2 separate regions of the Bicyclus anynana genome follow, and region 2 is linked to region 1. Evidence: chromatin contacts called from public Hi-C data. All regions are on one chromosome and are shown on one strand. Each heading gives the region's core, a stretch centred on a gene start, on an enhancer-like site or on the middle of the called end of the contact. The rest is flanking DNA. Distances are from core to core; before and after follow the strand shown.

The links. Hi-C and Micro-C count contacts between places; a contact is called where the count stands out from the background.
Region 2: a Hi-C map of whole body shows a contact between it and region 1, with 5 times the contacts expected there. The contact joins the enhancer-like site here to the promoter of LOC112053606 in region 1. A contact is called at or near these places in 2 of 2 Hi-C or Micro-C datasets (whole body and whole larva).

What each region holds. Positions count from the first base shown.
Region 1 is chr13:9,437,152-9,439,914 of ilBicAnyn1.1, forward strand. It overlaps LOC112053606, which reads right to left and starts at 1,455. Exons shown (of 2, transcript XM_052884972.1): 1 at 1,224-1,455. The coding sequence starts at 1,320.
Region 2 is chr13:9,558,998-9,561,767 of ilBicAnyn1.1, forward strand. No RefSeq gene overlaps it. Among protein-coding and RNA genes, the nearest start is that of LOC128198645, 21 kb to the left of the region's middle. Within about 2 kb of position 1,319, at least 4 of the 8 cell types and tissues checked have open chromatin away from gene starts, as enhancers often do.

The DNA of each region.
Region 1 (2,763 bases), core at 205-2,704:
CATTTCCGTTTATATCTATTAATTTGTTTCGTCTTTATTTATTTTATTGATTGTCTTTATTTGTTAAAATTCGTAAAAATGAAAAAAACCATAATGTGGATATTATTGCATTTATCTATGTACCTATATGTATACTGTATAGACTACTGAACCGATCTAAACAATCTTTCACCAATGGAAAGATACATTAAGAACGAGTAACATAGGCTATATTTTATCCCCATATCTTACGGGAATGGGTACTACGCGGATGAAACCGCTGGGTTCTGATAGTTGAGTATAAATTTAAACGTATTAAATTCAATTTATTTCATTAGTAGTTCGGGGTTTACCTTTAAATATAGTCACATTTGAACATATTACTCTTCGCTTTAATGTATATATTACGTGTATATTAATAGAATAATTATTGTACATTGAGTTATGCTTAATTGATTGTTCTCTCTTCTCATAGGATACCGTTCGATTGCAATTATCAAAAAATGTAGGTTTTATTTATTTCGACGATTTTTTATGATTATTTGTTGGCAATATTGTACTTACAGCTATCTGTTTACGTATTTATTTACGATAACTTTATTTAAATTGTCTATTAGGAAACGATGTTTGATGTTTTAGTTTTTACAAGCATCAAAGCGTGTCGTTGCCACCAGTAGGTCATTGTCAATCGGCGGCGAGCAATCGCATTCAGTAAAATTATCCGTAAAACTCTTATCGCAATTTTTAGCGGTGAATTCTCTTGCAACAGTTTTTTTGCAACATCGCTCAAGTTTTCCTTTCTTTTTTGCATATCAGTTCAAGTTCACAACACGGACCATTTATTTGCAGCAATGCGTGTGCAATTCGCCGTTAATAATAAACAATTCATTCTATTAATTAGTGATGTCTTTGTTAGTTCAGCAATTTCTTTTCATAGTTCACTGTTATAGCTAATTAATTGATGTTTTATTAACAAAGCCGGTTTTATTAATTGGTTTTGGTATTATGTCAGGTTAAATGACAGATGTTTTTTACCATCCAGAACAAATTTTTATTAAAATATTTTATGGAACAATAGAATAGTCTAAGCTGACATAAATCGAAATATATAACTTAAAAAATAAATCTTCTTATGTAGTAATTTGTTCATTTTTGTAGGCTTTTGTGTGCAATGGAAAAAATCGCAGAATAGAGAAAATTTCAAAATATGTCTAAAAGAAAGTATTGTTGTGAGTATGACTTACCATCGATCTTTGGAATCCATTTCGAGTTTCCCGCAGGTACGGCGACCGCTGCAGAAACCATAAGAAACAGGACAATAATCCTCACACAGGCACCCATTTTATTGTTTATTTATTTTTCTTTTTAATTTATTTTATTGTCTTTCACGACGCAACTATCTCCCCCGTGTCGGCCGGTCACATTTGCGTCTATACGTACGATATCTACCGCGTGCTGTCAACAACTGAACTCGAGCGAACACTACTGGTGTACTTTCTACCAGCTGGCTGTAGGTGCAATCGAAGCATCGCGCGTGCTTGCCCATTGTGCTTTGTACTGACGGCTTATCAATAAGAAAGCAATAATTGACGTAGGGCGGATCGGTGAGTAATCGAAATTTAAGTAATTTGTATTTCGAACTGACAATTAGGCAATGCAACATTTGATAACATACTTTTTGGTTGATTAAGGCACAGTTAGGTGGCAACTCCTCGTATCGAAACTCAGTCCACGTGGAATTCAAATTTTGTCATTTTTGTTTACGTGTGATCTCAATGACACTAAATATATTTCAGAGATTGTGAGCAGGAGCTTAAGCTAGTACCACCGTCATATTAGTGCATCATTGGCAATGCAAAACATAGGTTAGTTGTGACTTTCTTACGATTTTATTATAATGATACGTTCCCAACGTGCTGGAATGGTGACCCCACACTAGAAAGCGCAGTGTTGGTTGATCCTTCAACGAGTGGACTGATGAGATCAAGCAAATTGCAAGTCGCTGGATGCAGGCGACTCAGGACCATGGTGTTTGGAAGTCCCTACAAAAGGCCTATTTCGTGCAGTACGTCCATTGGCTGATATGATGATGATTATGATGAATAAGTGTTCAGGTAGGTGTATGCGATTGTTTTTTACTTAACGTCAGATAACCCTTATGTTTGTTACATCAACTCCTATTGCAAAAAATAATATAAATACAAAAATAAATCTATTCATAGGCACTCTGAGTTGATTGTAAATAGTTATGGAAAAGTGGGAAAACTTTCCAATTTCTCTACAACATTTTCATTTATTAAGCAAATTAAATGCAAACTCTTTTTGGCGCGTTTTTTCTGTAAGTGAAATATTCGTACGGTATTCCAAAGTTGGAAAAAAATGATAACTTCTTCAGTAACAGATTTGGCAGTAGGTATAATAGCAAGAAAATAAATTTTTATGCAATTTGTTATTGCATAAAAAACTATTTATTTGCAATAGATGTTATCTATATTGTTCTAATTAAAAATATCAAGATGCTAACTGCGAGTAATAGACTCTGTTTTGTAATAATAGGTACTTAACGTATTAAAAAAATATTGCTTTGCTGCCTTTTATGTTCCACTACCAGCTTTTCATTTTCATTTCATTCAGACCGGTAGCCGGCATTTTACATTTTGGCGGTTTTTATTATAAAGTTGATGCAAAACGTTGATGCCATTTTTCACAGCATCTCCCTGTTCTGTGGAGATGGAGGATTTTAGTAGATTGGAAAGTTTCTGTGCACACTCTTCAAAGTATATC
Region 2 (2,770 bases), core at 69-2,568, 120 kb after region 1:
AAACCAGGCTAACAAGTGGGTTAACGAGGCAGCGTGTAGTATGTTTTTACCTATTATATTTTTATTAAGTTTGTATTCATAGTTAGTTATCTAAAAAATCCTTTGATATTTGTTTCCCTACGAAGCGATTATGCTGAAGTCACATGAACGCCTATTAACAGCTTATCTCTGATCTCCAAGGTTCATTCATACAACGCGACCGCAGATCACTATCAGAGTATCAACCCTTAAAGCTTGCATTCCAGTTATAGCGAAGACTTTACACGTGAACTTTGTTGACGTGTAAATACCAATAAGGAAAGTTATAATTGAATTATCTACTTACTTAAAATGTAAAAAAAAAATACCGACTTAATTGAGAACCTCCTCCTTTTTGAAGTCGGTTAAAAATAAAATAATACCTGAGCATTATTTTATTTTTACGTCGAGGAAATATTTTGCAATCACATAGACGTAGAGGTACGTACGAAAAACGATGTTGGGTATAAAATACTAAATCTACACTTTTATTACTACACAATATATTAGAAAGAGGAAAAATTTGTATTTTTATACTATTGTATGTAACGAAAATACTGAACAACTACTAGACAATTTAAATAATCCTTTCACCAGCAGAAAGCTAAATTATCAGGGAGTAGCATAGTAAGTATATAGTATATACGATATTTTATATCCATACCAGCTGACGCCGCGTGGTTTCACCGGCGTGGTTCCCACTTCCGTAAGCCTTCTAATAATCTATCTTATCTTATCTTAGTAGTTCCTGAGATAAGCGCGTTCATGCTAACAAACAAACTCTTCAGCTTCATAATATTAGTATAGATTTACAGAAGAATGGGAACTACGTAGGTGAAACCACGATGTTCTGCTAGCTTTATACATAGAACAATTACTTTTTAACGTTCAGCCGGCATGAAATTGATATATATATATTTATGTAGTATAGGCTTACGCTTGACCACAATCAAGCCTGATGGAAAGCAATGATGAGGTCTAAGATAAAGCGCGCTTGCCTAGAAGATGCCTAGCCACTCTTGCCTTGAAGGTGCACAAATTATACGTGTCAGGAAACACAGACGCCGGAAGGGCATTCCATATTTTGGCAGTTCTTATTAGGAACGTTGACATCAAAGGGATGCCATTTTTCACGGCGTCTCGTCTTCTGTGGTAGAATGGGGACGGAGGAACTAGATCGTAAAGTTCCTGTGATATAAATTTCAGCTTTAAAATATCTTTGATCAAGTTATGTGTGCCGAGCTTTAGCATTCCGCCTGACCGCAGGCCGTCATACAATATGTCCAAACGATAGAACATTTTGTCCCCGCTTTGAAGTGGGCGATACTACGTGTAAACACGCTTCGCTCGCTCACGTTCGGCTTTATTGGCTCGATGAAATGCTTCGCTAGACGACGGGACAAATTAAAATACCGCAGACATTTCAATACAGTTCGGCATTTTTTTTGTCCTTGCTAACCGATTTTATAAAAGGATGATCTGTGTTTGACCTACATGTATATTCTAGATTATTAAAAAAAAAACTAGTAATACGGACATTTTGGCGGCCTCCGTGGCGCAGTGGTGTGCGCGGTGGATTTACAAGACGGAGGTCCTGGGTTCGATCCCCGGCTGGACCTTACGTGATCCAGGACTGGCTGGTGGGAGGCTTACGCCTTGGCTAGTTACCACCCTACCGGCAAAGATGTACCGCCAAGTGATTTAGCGTTCCGGTACGATGTCGTGTAGAAACAGAAAGGGGTGTGGATTTTCATCCTCTTCCTAACAATTTAGCCAGCTTCCATCTTAGATTCCATCATCACTTATCACTTAGGTAAGTTTGTAGTCAAAGGCTAAATTGTGAAAGAATTTTAAAAAAGATGCGAGTCGATACCAAAGTCTTCTCTTCTTCTTATTGGCCCTTGATTCATTGAAGAAAAAGCTTCTCAAGGATTGCATCTTTTCGCAATAACATTATTAACTGAAACGGCTATCCGAACGATAGTTTGACTCAACTTTGGCGTTCGTAACCAACGTTCAAGTATTTTTGATTTCATTCTGAGAGGAGACTCGAGCTCAGCAGTGATTAAAATATAGGTTGATACTGATGATCTGTTTTCAAAGCAATAAGTGAGCTGTCGATGTGGCGCCGCGGTTTCGTAGATGGCGCATACGCAATAGCCGATCGTGTCGGAGTCAACGCGTATAAATTAGGTGAACGCGAGCAGGATTAACAAAACTTCACCGCCCGACCAATATCGGTTTGTAGATCTTAGACTGTTTACACCATACGACCGCACGACAAATCGAATACTCTGTCACACTATCTGGCTGCCCGCTAGGCACGTTTATTAATTTTTTTTTGGAAAATTGTGTATTGTAATCCTTATGAATCAGCTTCGAAAATTTAAAAAATGTACAGGAATGACATTAGTTATCGACAGGTCACGTGATCAAGTTATCGATTGGATCTGCCATTCCCATACATTTCTCTACTTGTTAAAGTGTTAGCGCTTGTAAAAAGAGAATCGACGTACCACTTGGCCGAGCCAAGTGGTACGGATGCAGGGATGTACATGTACATACCTATTATTGTACGTTTTGTTAAATCTCTTTTTGTTGCGTTTTCTGACGTCGTATCTAGATAAATCGCGAAGTTATAGTAATTAAAAACAAAAATCCTAATCAATTCTTAGCCTGTTTTTCAATATTGACGTGGTCTATTTGATTTCGATTCGAAAATTTCAATACTATAAAGGACAATGCCAGACAA